Linked DNA regions of Sus scrofa: region 2 is linked to region 1. A link is a contact called in public Hi-C data. All regions are on one chromosome and are shown on one strand. The core of a region is the stretch at or near the end of the contact, and the rest is flanking DNA. Distances in the headings are between cores, read along the strand shown. Region 1 overlaps HOXA3 (homeobox protein Hox-A3). Region 2 has its middle 74 kb from the start of SKAP2.

Region 1 (5,527 bases), core at 1,426-3,925:
AATAATTACCCAATAACCTTCATAACAAATATTATTATTGAAAAGACCGGTTTGTGGGGAGGGGGCCCGGTGGGAGAAAGGCAGCTTCCTTTGTGGCAAAACACCAAATAAAGCAGACCCAGGCAGATCTGCCAGCCCTGGGGTTTGGAATGGCTAGGACTGTGGCTCCCCTCTCCTATGTGGGTGGGAGCCTAGGCAGACCCCCTCGGCCCTGGCTGGAAGCCCCGCGTTTATAGTGTTTATAGTTTTGTCAATGACTGGAGAGAAATTCTGCCTTAGAAGCCAGAGGGCTGGTGCCCACAATGTTGTGCACTCCCCACGGTGGGCAAACCTCAGGACAGACTCTGGAGCGAAGGTGGGGAGAGGCTTTGAAGGGCATCTTTTAAGCTAAAAGGGTTGTTTCCTCTTTAATAGCCTATCTTTCAGGATGTAATTTGCTTTCCCCTCACTAATTGTTTGGATATAATACTCTTCACATCTCAACAAATGAACATGACTCCGTTTCTGGTAGAAAATTCTGTCCTGCTCTCCCAGAGCTGCCAACAATGAAGCAGGGGAAAGAGGAGGGGGAAAAAAAGGAATCTTGGCATAATGTTGTGGAATTAGACCATGGAAACCCTAACAGACCCCTAAGTAAGTGTGACCAGAAGCAGCTTCCTATTATATTTATCGTTCAGGAAATATTGTCCCTTCAGCTTGCAGAAACAAACGGGGCCGGGACATTTCGGATGCCTTCGCCTTTTGCAAGGCAAGGAGCAAGATAGACACTTCTGCCCCCGGCTGAGGCTGGATGTCTTCATAAAGCTCTCAACGACAGAGATTTTTTTCTAAGTTCCTCTGTAAAAACAGCCCAAAAGAATGCAGAAGAAAACAAATAACTTATCTACAAAATGAGCAGATAACCAGCCACCCTCTTTACTATGCTTCCTATGAAAATAGGAAGAAAGAAAAAAAATTCTCCAATGACGCCCACATAGGTCTGACTGGATGCTGTATTTTTAAAAAGTCATTGAACTCCATGTGAGTTGGCATGCTCTCTTAAACGCTAAAGTTTTATGATGATTACAACAGACAGAAATAAGCAAGTTGACAATATTTATAGCCTGTGATTTTTTTTTAAATGCGTGGGAAAGATTCCCCATATTGTGTGATGCTGCTCCAACAGCCTTTCTGCCCATTCGCACACCCCAGGGTGGGATGTGGCCATGGAGGTGGTGTGGACACTTCCTCCAGGCGAGTTACTCAAATGAACCTGCCAGCAGCCCTCTCTCTCTTCTTTCTGCCATGAATTTTAGCCACCAAGAAATCACTCAAGCAAGATCACCAGATGAGTAACTAAAATACACCCTTAACCCAATATTTTCTAATAAAGAACCTGAAACTCAGAGCAGCAGAACAAAGACTCCACAATTCACACACACACACACACACACACACACACACACACACTAAAAGAGAACCCAAATTGGGTTTATATTCTGGTTCCCATTAAATTGGAGATGCACCTTCCTGAGCGCTGAACTACCAATGCTCGCTTTAACAGGTTACACAAAACGATTTCAGAGATTCTGCCCTGTCACTATTCAAGAACAGTGGCACTTGGGGGGGAAGGGTTCAATTTTTCAAAAAACTTCCCAGGTTTTGCTTTCTGGACTTCCAATTTTGGGGATGTCTCTTGGACTTGTGTCGAATATAGGTGGCCTCTGCACAATACACTTTGTGGAAATTCCACATCTATACTTGAACTGTTTTCACTTGAAGGACTTAGTACATATCTTTCCCTATTAGCACTTGCACAAAACTACCCAGCCAGTTCTTAGGGAGAAAAGCCTTTGGAGACAGAAGTTCTCATTTTTTTTTTTTTTTTGTTTTGTTTCATTTCTTCTTTGGAGAATTTGGCTTAGCTCTTTATACGGGATGGGCGGAATCTGCTAGATCCCTTGTGGGTACCCATCCAGAGAAAGACCTCAGGACAGGCCACAGTATCCCCTGCCACAACTTTGCCACGAAGAATATAGGGGACTGGGCCAGATGGGGTGGCTGAGACCAAGTGGGAATTGTACCCAGGAAAAATTTACTTCACCTTACTTCACCCGTTGGTGCAATACTGGGAACTGTTTTGGAAATCATAGATTATGTAAATTTCCTGGGATCAAACAGAAAGAGCAGCTAACAAAAGAAAGCCGGAAGTCTCCTACTGACAAACGACCAATTTCTTCCCTAAACTACCCTTTATGATGTGTGAGGGAAAACAACCTAATGGCTCTGGGGACTTTTAAGTTGGGCATTGAAGACACCTCGAGTTCCCCCCAAACTTTAGGGCACAGTTTGGGAGAGAGAATTTGTCTGTATATGGCGGGGGAATAAGTTTCTCTCATCTTGAGTGTTATCTAGGGGGATGCCTGAGGTGCCTCTTGAGGGTCCTGTGCGGAGACGTTCTAATTCTACAAAGGAGGAGAGGAAAAGGGAAGGAGAGAGGGAGAAGAAAGGCCAGGCGGAAGAAAAGAAAGCGCTGGAACTCCTTTCATTTAGCCTAGGGATTCAAAGACTAAAGTTAAATCCGGCCATAAAGTTTATTGCTTCAGACTCACAGGCGGGTGAGAACAGTCCCACCGAAATAAAAAGAACGTGCAGGCAGACAAGGTTCAGGGCCTGGTCCCCGGCGCGGGGGAGGGGTGCTCAGCCCTCCCCCCTCCCCCAGGTGGGGACCCGCGGTCCCCAGCGCCCCGCGGGCTCCAGCGGCCTGGGCTCGGCCTGGCAACCCAGGGGCTCTGCCTGGAGGTGCGGCCCGCGCCCGCCAGCCTCTGCCACCCTCCGGTTCTCCCGAGCCAGCCTGCGACCCGGCCCCGAAGGCTGCCGCCTCGACTCAGGGCTGCCAAATGACCCCGGCCCGAGAAGACGTATGGCCACAGCCCCGTAAGGAATCCCGCCAGCGTCCGCCTCGGCCCTGCCCGGGCCTTTCTTTCAAAGTCCCCAGCGCAGCGCGGCCTCGGCGCCCGCGGCCGGCGCCCACCCCCACCCCCGGCTCCCAGCACCCCCCCCCCGCCCCGCGCCCCACCCAGGGCCCCGCTGACCCCGCAGAGCCCCGACCCGCCAGCCCGGGGATGGGGCGGCCCGGCCCAGGCTCCGCACGCAGGCCCACTCGCACACAAAAATCATCTTTTTGCACGGCGGCGAGAGCAGCGGAAGTCATTAACATCCGCGGTGGTGCAGCAATTAAAGTTAGGCCTAAGGATGCGGCGCGGCCACAGGCGCTCTGCACCGCGGTGCCTCCGAAAGCTGGCTCGTGGTGCTGCTAATCTGGGCACAGGGAAAGTTTGCTCTTCCCTTTGGAATTCCGAGGCGACCTCACCGTTACAGAACCACAGAAACACATACACGCACACAGATCGCGAGAAACAAAGTTTTCAGAGTACAAATCAACTTGAAAGCGCTCAGGGGGCGAGCTTACCTTAACTCGGAGGGAGCCATTTTTCAGAGAGTTTTGAGAACTTGTGGGTTGGACACTTCTGGACCTAAAATTGACAATTTGAATGACCAGGCGGCACACGTAGCCTGCAAAAGAGTCAAATGGAGTCCAGCGTCAGTGAGATTATATGTTATGTGGTATATAATGTTGGATGTCAACTCCCCAAAACCATAAAACTTACTTTAATGGCCCCACGTGACGTTTTATAGCCAGTGAGCCGATCTGTCTGTGCTATGGATGATTTTACGATCTAATTCATAGACAAAACCCTATTCATTTGGCACCCAAATGTCATATAGCCGGAACTGGGGCTTATAAAGTTTACTGTTTTATAACTTTTAAAAGGAAAGAAGGCATCAGTGTAAGCAGTCGGTAAATGTGCAAATCTCTAGTTGCGCTTTAGCTGCTCTGAGGAGTTTCCCAATCAAGCTAGGATGGGGTAAGTACCTTCCATTTGTAGCAAATTAATTGTAGCAAAAGAAGCCAACTGGGTTCAGGAGGGCGAGGAGCGGGAAAGGGTGCCTGGGTGGGTTAAGGGCAGAGGGTTGGGGGCCACAACTTGACATAGCATCCTCTTCAGCAAGTGGAGGCCTAGGATTGCCTAAGAAGAGAGGCAGCATCTGTGTGGGCCCTGAGTGCCGCTAACAAGGCCCTGGGCTGGGCTGCTGCTCCTTTCTTTCTCTCTCTTCCCTTTTTTTTTTTTTTTTTTTTTTTTTTAAACCCAGCAAGTTAACTCGGTTTCCTCAGAGATGGGCAGGTGGGACTGAGGCTTTGGAACCACCTACAGCTTTTCCACCTCCTGGCCTGAACTCTCTACTGGGGCAGAGTTAGGAGGTCGTGGGTCAGGGCATCAGTTTGAGGTTCCTTTGCACAGGCAAGCTGCTCAGGTAGCCTCAGACTCACTGCCTCCCCACACTGGACAGACAGACAGAAGAGCAGAAAGAGCCGCTTGCTATTTGGCACAAACCAGACTAAGAGAGCTTACAATAGAAAGTTTATTTTTTGTTTCCAGTCAGTATTTTTTCCTTAAAAACAAATACAAAAAAAAAAAAAAAAGCTGATCACAGTTTGCTTTAACAGCCAGACTTGGACAATATTTGTAACTTTGTTCACAAAAACATACATCACTGAAGCTGCGCTTATAAGAGCCACTTCCAGAGTTCGTGCAAAGGGTCCTACAAAGGCACGCAGGGACACACCGCTCGGAGTCACAGTTTTCGCCACAGAGTCACTAGTCACTACACGTCGAACAAGTTAAGTTGTGTCTCATCAAGTCACCTCTACAACAGCATTAATTACACAAGGAATATAGGTAGTTTGAATAAAAATATCTTTAACAGCTTGGAGCTATTGAGACAGGAACACTTCCACTCACATGCACAGTTAAACAACTGGAGTGCAACACACAACATTGGCACTAAACGAGGTCGAAGGGGGACTTTTTTGTGTGTTTTTTTTTCTCTTTTCTTTTCTGTTATAGTTACTTCAAGTAACACAGCTTGCTTCATATAAATAAGTTAAAACATCTATTTTTTTTTTTCAAGACAAAGCCATTCAGGACAAAGAGATGAACAGAAAGCAGATCTACTTATACAGGCGCTATAATGGCAATAAACAGGCTCATGATTAAAAGATGAATTAGGGCAACGAGAACAGGGCTTCTTCACAGAAGGAACACAAGGGAGTTTCAGAAAGTCACCTTAGTACTGACACTACGCGGGAGCCGCTAATACTGCTCAGTACTTTAAACGCTCAAAGACTCAGGGGCGGAAGGCCCCTCCCGCCGCCGCCATGCTCATGCTTTTCAGCTTATTATCTTTTTTCCACTTCATTCTCCGGTTTTGGAACCAGATTTTAATTTGTCTCTCGGAGAGGCAAAGAGCATGTGCTATTTCAATCCTTCTTCGGCGGGTCAGGTAGCGGTTGAAGTGGAACTCCTTCTCCAGCTCCAGGGTCTGGTAGCGCGTGTAGGCCGTGCGGGCCCTTTTGCCTTCAGGGCCGCCTATGTTGTCTGCAACAGAAAGTCAGCGATTTAGCTTCCAGCTCCTCAGCCTCTGG
Region 2 (5,527 bases), core at 1,527-4,026, 130 kb before region 1:
GGAGGGGGAATTACTACATAACCAAACTCAGAAGGAGAAGCCAAGGGAGACAATATTTATTATGTCAGTTTAAAGACAAAGACCTATTAATATTTCCTGCCCAAGGCTTCAAAATTGTTCTCACTCTCCTATAATCTTCTAGCCTCAGACAATAAGATTATATGTACACATACAATCATCCAGTGAGACAATTGGGTTATATATACCATTTTCCTACTTCCTCTAGGGCTTCCTAGCACTGCTTGAAATCTAATAGGAAGAGAAGGTTATGAAGGAGAATGAGTCTGTACAGTCCACTTTAGACTTAATTTCATACAGTGTATTTAAAATGCTCTTATAATTTACGTGAATATCTGTGTCCACTAGGCAATAAAGAGAAATGATTAATAAGCAGTGACTAAGGAGCAGGAAGGGAGCTGGCACCCCCATCCACAACCCCTAGTAGAGTCAACAACCGGCAAGGCAAATCATTAATATTTCCCTGCCCCTGCATGGCCAACCCCGCACTGAATAATTTCTCTTTTATGTTGATTACAAAACAATGGACATACAAACCTGGTTTCTTAAATAAAATGGCTACCAGTGCTCTATGGATGCAGCCTTGTACTCAAAGTCAGGCCCCCTATATATACAGTCCCAATCTTTTTTCCAACCATATCTTTCCACACTTGGTTATAAAACTCTCTACTCCAACCAGACTAGCAAACTCCATGTCCCCATGCACATGCCCAACTCACTAACTCCGGGTAACATGGAAAATAAATGGAATGTCATCTTACATCAAGCCTTTAGAATTAGATATCATAAAACCTTGGCACTGGATGTGATTTTTCGAGGTCGTTTTACCTAATTTTCTAATCTATGATGTTTCCCCAAATGACCCAACCTAGATCTGAATTTTATTGTCATGCAAATTATCTTCAGGAGTAAAGAGAGCAAAAGGAACTTGGAGCCTTGCGTTGAAGAATGACTGTTTAACTATGCTCATGGATGGAATTAAGGGGAGCAGGGGCATCGACGTTGCAAGGAGCACACCAAGAGCCCAGATCTTGGTTTCTCATACTACTCTCTGAGAAAAGGAACAAAACCTATAATGACTGGGTAGGTCAGAGAGCCAACAGCCAAAGCTAGAACAATTTAAGCAACAAAATAAATAAAGTACCATTGAATTATAGCCCCCCCATCAGATAAATATCCATGAGTTCTTCTTCATATATATAAATAAATAAATAAAATAGATTTCATGATTAAAAGAATTCCCAGAGTCCCCGTTGGGACACAGCAGATTAAGAACCCAACTAGGATCTGTGAGGATATGGATTTGATCTCTGGCCTCATTCAGTTGGTTAAGGACCCAGGGTTGCTGTGAGCTGAGGTGGAGGTCAAGGAGGAAGTTCAGATCTGGTGTTGCTATGACAATGGTGTAGGCCAGCAGCTGCGGCTCCAATTCAACCCCTAGCCTAGGAACTTCTATATGGCTAGGTGCAGCCCTAAAAAGCAAAAAAAAAAAAAAAAAATCCCAATACTTTATTGAAATATCCTCGGAGAAGGATAACTCCCCACTCCTTGTGTGTGGGCTGTCCCATAATGACTTACGCGCAGGGAATACAGTATGGAAAGGGGGATAAAGAGAGTAAGTCCGTAGGACAGAAACCAGCCGGGTGATGAGGGCTGTAAGCCACACTGGTAAGTCGTGTTGCTAGCTTGTGTGATGTGATGAAAATGGCATTCTTCCTCTGCGGTCTTCCTTTCCAAAACACAAACCCCAGTCTAAGCAAGAGAAAAGCATCAAGGACTAATCCCAGCTGAGGGACAGGCTACAAATACCTCTCTAGCACGTCTCAGAACTATTAGATCATCAAAAACAAAGTCTGAGAAACTGTCACAGCCAAGAGGAGTCTGAGGAGGAGACATGACTAAATGCAACATGCTCTCCTAGATGGGATCCTGGAGGGCAAAAGGATATCATGGAGATACTAAGGAAATCTGCATAAAGTATGTTAAAAAAATCTACGAATACCCATTCATTATTTGTGACAAGTGTACCAAACTAATGTAAGATGCTAATAACAGGGTAGCTACCTGTGGGGCATACGGCAATTCTGTACTATTTATACAGAACTATTTATCAAAATTATTCTGAAATTAAAACTTTATTTTTAAAAATGCAGCGGAGGTACTAAGGAGTTTGGAGGGGTGAGTGGGCAATGGGATAGAAAAGAAAAGATGGAAATAAGGGGCCATCGGGGAGGAGCCTGAATCTGGTTGGAAATCATAGGGGTCCCCCTGGTAGAACAACCGGGGTTACCTGGGACCCTCCGATAAGTGCTTTTTGCACTCCTCCCCATTCCACGCCCACCCCCAGCCTGCTTATATCTCAGTCCCCGTCTCTGCCCTGAGAGGACTCTGCTCATCAACAGGCCACACCATGGTTTTAAGGCGAGGCAGAGGGAGGCGGCAAGAGGAAAGGGCTATGAAGCAGCAGAAATAGCCTGAAAGCCCCCTCTCTCCCCCCGCTTCTTCCTTCCTTCCTCTTGTCTCTTTCCTTGTCCTCTCTTGGGGAGGGACAGGGTAAAATTATCAATGACTATTGCAGATATGCGAATTAATCAGACTTTGAGCAGGTCAGTAAGCCAACAGGAGTATTTGAAACAGACGGAATGGGTAACGCAAGTGCAGAAGAGCTAAAATGCAAACTGGAGACAGTGAGGCAGCCCGAGATGAGCAAAGCATGACTGCTCCCTAACCTAGAAGACCAAGAGAGGAGGCAGCTGTTGGAGCCTGGGGAGCAGGGTCACCCCGCAGAAGCTAGAACCACAGCTGAAAAGAGTCGCGGGCCCGAGGCAGAGAGAAGAGAGAAACCTGACGGCGTCTTCCCTCCTCCTGCCCTTTAGTCTCCGGCTTCTACTCGGAAGCAGGGAAACGAAGCCTTCAGACGTCCGCCCTCCTGGAACACAGGCCAAGCCAGGAAAGGGTGGGGATGAGTCTGAGGCGGTCAGCTCTGCACAATAAACCCTGTCTTTAGAGAGGCTATTTCTAGTTTCTAAAATAGTTTCTACTATTTCTAGTTTGATGCACAATTAGGTCTGGGCAAAAACAACAGATTGTTGAGGTTTTTTTAACTTGGAATTTAAAAAATCTTTTTTTATAAGCACCTACTATAGTAAACATGGATGATCATTCCTGTTTTATAACTGGAAGGTTGAAATAGAGCTGTTTTATGAGATCTCAGTCACAGGGCTGGGGAAAGACAGCATCTGTTTTATTTGTATCACCATTTTCTGTGGTTTTTTTTTTGAATCTTTTTCCCCTTTTAATTATGCACAAGGTCATTGGCAAAGTTGAAATTAAAATGGGGAGTATATACAGTACCTTGTCCAATGAAACTATTCTTCTGCCAAACTTCGCTTTGGAAAAGAGTGGTTCGATTGTTTCCTTTAAGGCCAGGATTTGCTCTGAACAAAGTGAAAGTTTCACACATTCTAAAAACAAACGAAAATTTCAAATAGAGGAGCCGGTACTTTGTAGTTTCTACTAGTGTTCAGGCACTTGGGAGGCAGGCAGCCAAGGCTCGAAAGGGAAGATGCCACAAATAAGCAGGTAGAAAAAAAAAAAAAGGAGTATTTAGCAAATTTTGAGACTATGTCTTGTCTTTCTAGGAGTCTTGCAGCATCTTAAGGGGTATTTCCATAACCAAAAGTGCCCTAGAACTTGAATGGACCCCCGGGAATGCTTAGCTTCTCATTCTCATGTCTTGTGTTACCAGATCAACTGGATTCTGGCTGTCTCAGTGATACTCTGAGAATCCAGGAGAAGTTTAGAGGCTCTTTTTTTTTTTTTTTTTTTTTTTTTTTTGTCTTTTTGCCATTTCTTGGGCTGCTCCTGTGGCATATGGAGGTTCCCAGGCTAGGGGTCTATTCGGAGCCGTAGCCACCAGCCTACGCCAGAGCCACAGCAACACAGGATCCGAGCCGCGTCTGCAACCTACACCACAGCTCACGGCAACGCCAGATCCCTAACCCACTGAACAAGGGCAGGGACCGAACCCGCAACCTCATGGTTCCTAGTCGGAGTCGTTAACCACTGCGCCACGACGGGAACTCCTAGAGGCTCCTTAATTTGGGGTTGAAACTGCTCTTGTCTGCAGCCACCTTAAAGGTTTCACACAGGAGACTTCTCTACTCTCCTTGGGATGATAGGGAGCTGGACAAAGGGGAATTTGATTGTTCCAAGGATACTGGGACACTGTAAATTCACAGCACAGATTTTAAAGGCTATTACGATTCCTAAGGTGCCATACCAGGGGGTGAGGGGGAGACGTGGTAGTGGTGGTAAAAACTTAACCTTTGAGAGGCTAGCATTGTTTACACCTCCAAAGGTCTCTTCCTATGATGACAAATATCTGTGTCTGAAAGAGCTTTAAATGAAATTAACTGCAGTACTGCAACCCAAACCATAATGCCCACATAGTACAACTGAGCTCTAGTGCCTCAAATTTAGTCTTCTCAAAACAGTGCACTTAGAATATAAAGTTTAGGGAGAAAATTATGATGAAAACTTAATAAGGAGGTATGAATCAGCTTTATGCTTCTCAAGATGCTCTTCAGTTTAATTTCAGAATCACTAAACACCAATGCAAGTTCTCAAAGACTTGAGCTCTATAGATGCAAATAGCAATCCTGCTGAGTACAAGCACTCGTTCAAATTAAATTGAAGTAAAGCATACAGATTTTCCATCTTATTATATACAGATATGGATTCATTTTATTTCATCTAGGCAAGGATAATTTATTATGTTTATCAATGCTGTTATTACTGTTCTTATGAAATTCCTCCAACTGCATATCAGTCACTTTAACAAGCAGTTTATTTTGTAGATCAAACTTAAACCAAAAGCAAAGTTGTCTTTGAACTTAAAATAAAAGCGTTATTGATACAAGTCTTTTGAAGCGATATAAAAATCACTGCTACATTATCTTTTTTTTTTTTTTTTTTTTCCTGGGGAACTTCCTAAAGTGAATAACAACTTCATTTGCTAACAGGAAACTCTGCAAGCTTTACCAAGAGTAAAGCTTGGTTATTAGGTCAGTTGCTTACAAATATTTTAGAACAAGCATGACTTCAGCATTTCAATATTGGCTAAAACAGCTTTAATATGCAAGACAGGATGTAAGATGCTTAGCTGATCCAAATGCCAGTCTATGGATTTGAAAGACTAAAGATCACATCACTAGAAGGTTGACAGAAGTGACACTTTGCAAAGTGCCAATGATTTATGCCAATGTCTTGCTTGATGATACTGTTATAGACAGCACTGTCATTAAAAAGTCCCTGCTGACCTCCTTCTACATTTATGGTGCACAAATTATAGGTGAGCCCAAAGATCGAACCCTCCCTGCCTTTTAGATTTCAATGACCATGTATTTCTCATTTAGGTTAGTTATTGCATGTACCCTCCTTTCTACCTGCCTCTTTATTTCATCTATAAACACGCAATGAGAAGGAAAAGAATGAAATTTATGCGGCT

What was found. Hi-C and Micro-C count contacts between places; a contact is called where the count stands out from the background.
Region 2: a contact with region 1 is called in a Hi-C map of omental adipose tissue, with 2.0 times the contacts expected there. The contact joins two enhancer-like sites. A contact is called at or near these places in 2 of 47 Hi-C or Micro-C datasets (embryonic fibroblasts and omental adipose tissue) and 1 of 2 datasets of contacts at active chromatin or transcription factors (skeletal muscle).

Annotation. Positions count from the first base shown.
Region 1 is chr18:45,431,844-45,437,370 of Sscrofa11.1, reverse strand. It overlaps HOXA3 (homeobox protein Hox-A3), which reads right to left. Exons shown (of 6, transcript XM_021079043.1): 2 at 3,452-3,555. HOXA5 (homeobox A5) reads right to left here. Exons shown (of 2, transcript NM_001195232.1): 2 at 4,648-5,480. The coding sequence ends at 5,230. Among named protein-coding and RNA genes, the nearest start is that of HOXA5, 4.9 kb to the right of the region's middle. Within about 2 kb of position 2,675, at least 6 of the 83 cell types and tissues checked have an H3K27ac peak or open chromatin away from gene starts, as enhancers often do. A contact at or near this core is called in omental adipose tissue, where this site is marked.
Region 2 is chr18:45,560,335-45,565,861 of Sscrofa11.1, reverse strand. No RefSeq gene overlaps it. Among named protein-coding and RNA genes, the nearest start is that of SKAP2, 74 kb to the left of the region's middle. Within about 2 kb of position 2,776, at least 8 of the 83 cell types and tissues checked have an H3K27ac peak or open chromatin away from gene starts, as enhancers often do. A contact at or near this core is called in omental adipose tissue, where this site is marked.